2 separate regions of the Ovis aries genome follow, and region 1 is linked to region 2. A link is a contact called in public Hi-C data. All regions are on one chromosome and are shown on one strand. The core of a region is the stretch at or near the end of the contact, and the rest is flanking DNA. Distances in the headings are between cores, read along the strand shown. Region 1 has its middle 41 kb from the start of FLI1. Region 2 has its middle 150 kb from the start of TRNAR-CCU.

Region 1 (3,819 bases), core at 650-3,149, 360 kb after region 2:
TGGACATCAACCATCACAATCCATGAATCCACTCCTGCCTGATCAACATCAAAAGACACAAAAGCCTGGTTTTTACCAGCAATCCAGACTCACTGCACCCCTTTCCCCAGGAATGAGCTTCTCTGAGCAGAAAGCATGATACATTTGGGCTGGGATAGGAACTGACAGTGGGAAGGGGGTAAAAGCCCTCTGGAGCTTACTCTCTTCTGATGCTGAACAATGGCAATCATTTTCTTTTCTTTTCTTTTTTTTTTTTTTTTTTTGGCAATCATTTTCTGATGAACTTGTTTTGCACATAGCAGCCATCCTGAGCACTGCATGCTAACACTTCTATCTCATTCTCAGGATTGGAAGGTCAAGGGCTCACATGAGACCCCACCTGGAGCCCAGGTTCTCTCAGCCTTGGAGTCCCCTGCCGGTGCCCGGCACCACAAAAACACCCAGACTTTGGGCTCAGAGAGACTTGAGTCTGAACTCCACATTTGCTAACAGTATGACCTTGAAAAGGAATTAAACTCACTAAGCTTCAGTCGATCTTGTGTGAAAACAAGAAATAAGATGCAACTCCCTGGGTGGGTATGATATTTCAGTGAGATAGCAAACAGAAGGTGCCTAGTCGGTGTCAAGGCATGGAAGATATTTGATAATGCAAAAGTCAGCATGGCAACCTTTCTTTCTTTCTTTCTTTTTTTTTTTTTTTTGGTAGAATGCCAGGTATCTTAGAGGTCCCAGTGGAGATTTCAAAGATAACTTTATAAGCTACCAAGAAAAGGGAGACATGAAGAGGAAGACAAAGAGGGAGAAAGAGAAAAAGAAAAGAGCACTGACCAGTGTATCTGGGTTGAAATGATAAGAACAGCAGTCAGCCAGCAGCTTTGTGCAATGTGAAAATTGGTAGCCACGAGCAAGGCTGCAAGGCTGTCACACAGTGAAAACTCAAGTAGGTCTTTATGGACGAGGAAGAATCCAGCAGGAAAAAGAAAAGGTATTTCAGGCAGAAGGGATCACACATGCCAAACGCCAAGGTGGGATCCCTGGTCTCGGGTGGCCTGTATCGTGGTCTATAGAGGGAAAGCCACAAGAAATAGAAGAGAGTCATGCCATACTGTGATGGGCCCACCTTGCCTGAGCAATGGGACTTTAATTCAAGTCCTCAGAGACTTCCGGTGGGGGACTAGGGGAGACAGTGGCAATTCACTCCAGTGTTCTTGTCTGAAAATGCCTTGGACAAAGGGAGCCTGGCAAGCTATAGCCTGTGGGTCAAAGAGTTGGAAAGACTTAGCAATTAAACAATATTAATGGGGCAATAGGGGGAACAGGACCAGATTTGCTTCAGAAAGATGACTCGGCTCAGTGGAGGGGATGCGATGTGCGGGGTGGGTGGTGGGGGTGGGCGGGAGGATAGGAAGGGGTCCCAGGGGAGGGGAAGTAGGGGCAGAGGGAGTTAGCAGCCTTTCTAAAAAGGAAACCACACAGGCTGATGGCCTCATGTAGTCAATGAGTATAATCCACAAAGCCAAAGGTGAGTTCCAGACTGGCTAAAAATCTCCAGCATGACTTGGGTTTCTTGGTGTGGCCGGTTTCTCCTGCCCTCCTATCTCTGCTTCCCAGCTGCTTTCTAATCCCAGAGATAAACGTGAGTAATCCAAAGGAAAGGGCCCCCAAAACCAAAGGGAATATTTATTTTAAGTAGATTGACGTCTGTAGGAAGGGAAAAAAAATAAAAACCTACCAAGGCCTGAATGGGGAACCATGACATTCACACAGCCAGGCCATTGTGTAAAGAGAAAAATTCCTCAAGATTGTGTTTGTCCAAGAAATCAGACAGTTTACGGTCCCTGAGTCAAAACACTCAAAGATTGGAAGCCAGGGTTTCCTGGGCTGAACCCAGTTACTAAATAAAATGAAAAGGAAGGAGCAATTAGATGCCGCGGATTGTTGGGAAGTGGGTGGGGTCAGTTCCAAGGCTTGAATTCAGCAGATGTGACAGAAGAAATGCAGGGAGGAGGCCCTTGGGTTTGCCAACCCCCCACCCACCCAAACGGGTGCTGCTGTGCCCCACAGCTAGACTTTCTGGGGGCTGGAGGTGGCCTGGGCCCCGTGGAGGCTCTGAGCCTGGCCAGGTCTTAAGAGGCAGCCAGGCTCATTGCAGAAATCAAAAGACACTGGCTCTCTTCTCGTTCATTTGAGGAGCAGTCTTCGGCGGTGTCCTGCAAAGAATGGCCCCCATGGGGAGTCTGCCTGTCTTCTTCCAACCTTCCAGAAATGTTGGGAGAGTGGGGATCAGGGACTCTATCATCTATGAGGAAAGGGATTCATGGCAAAAGTCACCAGGTGGGAAGAGTGGGAAAGAAAGAGGGACAGAGAGAGAGCAGGACCATGAGGAGGCTGCCTGGTAACATCGGGGGCTTCTGCCCTCCTTCCTCCTCCCCTAGGCCCGCACCCCATGAGCTCAGACGCCACGCTGCACTCATGGCAGCAGGGTGACTTTCAGGACCATCCTGGCCGAACACAAAGGGAAGAAAGGGGCCGGGCGAGCACAGGACATGTCTGTGCCCCTGGTCAGCGACTATGAGCTGCTAGTAGGAAGTGAGAGTCCAGCTGCCTCCTGCCTGGGGGGAAAAGATACCAGCCACATGGAGCCTGGCTATGTGTGTTTGGGGTTGCCCAGCGACCTGGCTGTTGCTCAGATGATCCCCAGAGGATCACACCTCAGTGATCTCCAGAGGGTGCCCTTTCTGGGTTGGGGTTACTGATGGAGCAGTGAGGTATAGACCTTTGAAGATTCTCCAGAACTGAAGTCCAAAAGATGGACTTGGAGAGCTCCTCCAAGGGTTTTCTTAAGCTGAATTGAGGACAAGTTTTAGTCCAGTGCTTCAAGTAATGGCAAATTCAGAGGGGGTGTGAAATTTCTTCCCAAAGGTGAGGAGCAGAAACATTTCATAAACAAATGAAAGAGGGGGAAAAAAAAAAAAACCCACCGAAGCCTGTAAAAGATTAACTGTGTCTCTGATTTCTATTTTTACTCTAAAGTCCTTTCAAAGGAAAGCTTCATTTTTACAACTGACCCTTCCAGGAACAGAATTAAGTGGTTTCTAGAGTTGAATTTGATTTTCTGTGTCCCTGAGGAGTGTTTCACGGTCACCTGCACCGCACGGCGGAAAAGAGAATGTATTGTCAGACCTCACCGATGCCTTCAAAGGGCTTAGGGGGCGCACCACTAATATTCAGGTCTGTCTCCACCTTTCTCTGCTGACTTGGGTGGGTGCGGAGGGCAAGGTTGTTTTGAAATAGTGTAGATGGCCTGGATTGAAGCACAGCTCAAATCACCGAGGTGGACTGGGGACCCATCCTCAAGACCAGGCTCTACTAAAGGCTCTTCAGTGCCTTGGTCCTCGTTCCTCTTCCTTCCACTTCCCACTCCTAATTTTTGTCAGCAAAGGAGCTGTAAGCTAGAATCACACAAAGACGTTAGGGATGAAGTCATTCATCCCTTATGGAAGCATCTGCATTTTACAGAGCGAAAGTCATGCCAGGGCTGCATGAGATGGACATGAACATGAAGCCAGGAAAGCTGAGGCCAGGATCAGGGCCCGGGGGTGACCTGCAGAGGCCTCTGTGTTCACATTAGACTCCACCAGATGGGCCCCAATGGCTCTGCCCAAAGGGAGGACCTTTGGATAAAGGTGAACTTTGGAGGGTGAGAGAAGGCATGAGTTGGGGGATGGGGCAGGGGGAGACAGAGGGAAGAGATCTTAACAGCATGATCCTGGAAAGCCCTGCAAGAAGAGAGGAGAGAGAGCCAGTGAAGCTGAGTGA
Region 2 (3,865 bases), core at 59-2,558:
CTGAACAATTTGTGAATGGAGAGCTTTCTGCAGAATGAATGAACGCAGTTCCATAATTCACAAAGTCTGACTCAAAATTGGCTGAGAGATGGAGCATGATCAGACTGATCGATTACGGCACGTTTTCCCACCTATCAGCCACAGCCATTTGGTTTTCCTCCATCACCCTGATACTAGCAAGCCACAGTCAGTTGTAGGAGAAACCCTGTCACTGACAATGTGACTAGATAATTATCCATCAGCTACTTTCCACACTGAGAAGCATTTTTGATCTGAGCACTAAAGTCTTCAGGCCAGTGAAGACCTTTCACTTACAGCTTTCTTCCAGTTAGAAGACTCTTAAGGCTGTAAATTGTAGAGTTCTAGAATTCAGGTCTACAAAAGTCTTCCAGTTCCCTTTCGATGTCTTTTTGCAGGCTGCACCAAATTCACTAAGAAATATGCTTGAAACTTTCTGAAAGGGACACTCTTGGTGCTTTCAGGTAATAGTTCTGGTCTCTGCTTTACAATCAGAAAGCTTTGTTGTTGTTTTGTTCTGTCTCTCCAACATTAGACCAACAAATGCACCTTCCAACCTGTCCCTTTTTATCCCACCTTCCATGGAACTGACAGAACAACTGACCCGTGCTTAGGGAAGAGGCATAGAGCACAGCATTTGCCCTAATCATTTCCTGTTACAGGCAGATTCTGTTTAGGGAAAACATTTTATTTAACCAAAGGTCTCCAGCAGTTGTGCCATAGCCTCGTTTTCAAAATACAGTTCTATACAGTGATCAGTCTTTCTTGCAATAAGGAAAAGATGCAGAGAAACTGCCCTAATATCATTTTGTTCCCTTAAAATTATGATACCATCTAACCCTACTTTTCATTAAACTAAAAGCCTGAATATCGAGTAAAACTGAGTTTTGTATCCTTAAAATTGGACTTCCCAGGTGGCACTAGCGGTAAAAGAACCCACCTGCCAATGCAGGAGATGCTAGTTAGATCCCTGGGTCAGGAAGATCCCCTGAAGGAGGAAATGGCAACCCATTCCAGTATTCTTGCCTGGAGAATCACATGGACAGAGAACACAGTGTTGCAAAGAGTCGGACACAACTGAAGCGACTTTACACACATGCACACACCCTTAAAATTAGGATGCCATCTATGCTTTGTCATCCATCACATGCTCGGTCGTCCTCACTTTTGCTAAACTATAAGCCTAAATATCATGTAAAATGGAATTCATGTAAAAATACAGTCCATAATAAAGTCTTGCTACTCTGAGTCAAGGTGGCTTCATTGCCATCTGAGATCCTGTCACTAGAGGGAGTAAAACCCAGCAATCCGCAGCCCGTGGCCCTGCCTGCACAGCAAGGTTGGCTGTTTTACCTTTCTCTTTAAACAAATGATTCTCAGCTCAGTTGCCCCAGAAAAACACCAACATCTGGTGTGCTGTGTTTATTCTGAGGTTACTATTTCTAAAAATAGTTTTCTGAAAAATTGCCCTCGTAGGCTGGGAAGCACACAGGCAGAGCAGTGAGCGAGTGGGAAGTACTCCTGCCCCGCAAGGACCCTGGAGGCTGGGCGTGCGGGATGAGAAAGCAGTAAAACAGCACAAAACTAGTTGACCTGCGAGGAGGGCTGCAGGTGCCCACGAGGCAGGTGGCAAGCCAGAGCCACCAAGCCTGGTAGAAGGAGAAGGTCAGCTGGGAGGTGTGACCAGCCCTGCTGAGCCCCCAGAGAGGAGGAAACAATTTGAGGCTGGGGTGCCCGTTACAGGTGGCGATCGGGGGTGGATCTTGGTGAGAGGTTTGCTTCAGCCAGACAGTGGCAGAGAAAAGGAGCTTTGCCAACCTGTGCTGGGGGGAGTGTGTGTGTGTGCGTGTCCACGCATGGGAGGTGGCAAGAGGAGAAAGTCAAGATTTTACAGGTTCTTTGCATTTTCCTCACCCAGCTTTTCTCTCTATTCAACCTTCCAATTCCTCCTAAAGTCTTGCCATTTTTAAGAAAGAAAGAAGAAAGAATGTGAAGTCGCTCAGTCGTGTCCAACTCCTTGGGACCCTACCAGGCTCCTCCATCCATGGGATTTGCCAGGCAAGAGTGCTGGAGTGGCTGGCCATTTCCTTCTCCAGGGGATCTTCCCAACCCAGGGATTGAACCCGGGTCTCCCGCATTGCAGGCAGTCGCTTAACTATGTGAGCCACCAGGGAAGTCTCTCTACTATTTTTAAAGGAATTTGTAATTTTCTATGGATTCCATTCTAAAACCTCCTGAAGATGTAAATTTAAGGAACGTCACGAGTGGAGTTTGTCTTCTGAAGCGTGTTGGGGGCGATACTCCAGGTATCCCAGTGGGGAGCTGTGTGTTTCTCCTCCTCAGACGCCCAGCCCTCTGCCTCAGCAGCCCCTCTTTCCTTTCCTGTCTGCTGCCGCCATGCTTGCTTCATCTGGAGAATCATCTGTGACTGCCCTCTCTTGGGCTGGGGACAGGGGATGGCCCCAGTCTAGGTTCTGAGTGGTTCTGTGGAGCACATGGGTGGCCCCAGTGCACAGACCACCTTCTACCAGCTGCTTTCCTCTCCCACGGACCTCAAGGCACGTAGGCAGCTGGGTTTCCGGGTCCTCTCGAAGGCAGGGAGCCAAGGACAGGACTTCTCTCTTCACCCTGATGAAGCCCCAGGAGGATTTAGTCTACCTGGAGACTGGAGAAATCCACCCTCTGAGCTTTGAGTGTTAACTCCACCACGTACAGGGTCTGAGTCTCTGTGTTCAGGCAGAAAGAAGACCAGCCTGTGTCATAAAAGCATTCTGGCTCCCAGGGCCTGCTCTGATCATATGTAACTCTGATTTCAGACAATTCGATGAACTCCTCCCAGCCTCCACTCTGCCATCTATAAAGTGAGAGAGTTCGATGAGACTCTGTGTGGGATCTTTTTCTGGTTCAAAAACTCCACGATTTCTGCCTGGTGAATGAAGAGTCTCTGACCACATCCAGCCCACCACCTCCACCCAGAAGTCAGTAGGGAAAAGTCTCGGGTAGAGTGCTTGCCAGCCCCAGGGTACACAGTCGAACCATGTGTGGGAGGAAGCAAATTTAGAAGGAAACAGGCTTCATTTATTCTGCCCGATATGGTTATCTCTGTGAGGCTGTGCCCATGCAAGCGAGCCGAGGGTGAGGAGGAAGGGGAGGGAGACACACTGTCAAATGTCAGATGTTTAGCAGAGACTTTGAAGTCTGACAATTGAGACTTCCGGTAACTTTTGTCTCTACTTTTACAAAAAGGGAGGTAGAGAGAGGGGCGAAAGGGATGGGGGAGACAGAGAAAGAAAGAGAGTGAGAGAGAGAGTGACCGAAAGAAGATAAACACTGATGCACAAAACAGACAATCATCATGTAGGTTTCATGCAAAAGATTAGGCAAATATTATCTAAATGACATGTCATCTGGGACTTTCTTCTCTGACTGTCTCTCAGACAATCCCTGGCTATCGTTCTGAACTAACACTGCACTTCAAGTCATCACGACACTTCCATGTGGACCTGGGACTTGTCTGCGTGATGAGAAACACGGATGGGCCAACCGGCTGGGAACAACGCCAGGATGAGATATGTGCGTTCCTGAAGCCTCTGCCCACCGCGAGGGAAGTAGGGAGCGTGCATGAAACAGTGGGCGATAGGCAACGCAACCGTGCAAAGGGTGACGCAAGGCCTGGATTCTATACAGGTCAGATAGGCAGAGATGGAACCACAGTGGTCTAGAAGACGTTCACAGGCGAGATGGAAATTGAGTGCTGAAGTAGGTGTGAGTTCATGTAGACAGATGGCTGTGTTTTGAAAAAAGAAATCATGAAAAATATCACATTTGGTCAACTGGCTCCTCCTCT

What was found. Hi-C and Micro-C count contacts between places; a contact is called where the count stands out from the background.
Region 1: a contact with region 2 is called in a Hi-C map of liver, with 4 times the contacts expected there. The contact joins two enhancer-like sites. A contact is called at or near these places in 13 of 16 Hi-C or Micro-C datasets (blood, hypothalamus, liver and 5 more).

Annotation. Positions count from the first base shown.
Region 1 is chr21:29,443,947-29,447,765 of ARS-UI_Ramb_v3.0, forward strand. No RefSeq gene overlaps it. Among named protein-coding and RNA genes, the nearest start is that of FLI1, 41 kb to the right of the region's middle. Within about 2 kb of position 1,900, at least 6 of the 54 cell types and tissues checked have an H3K27ac peak or open chromatin away from gene starts, as enhancers often do. A contact at or near this core is called in liver, where this site is marked.
Region 2 is chr21:29,080,958-29,084,822 of ARS-UI_Ramb_v3.0, forward strand. No RefSeq gene overlaps it. Among named protein-coding and RNA genes, the nearest start is that of TRNAR-CCU, 150 kb to the right of the region's middle. Within about 2 kb of position 1,309, at least 11 of the 54 cell types and tissues checked have an H3K27ac peak or open chromatin away from gene starts, as enhancers often do. A contact at or near this core is called in liver, where this site is marked.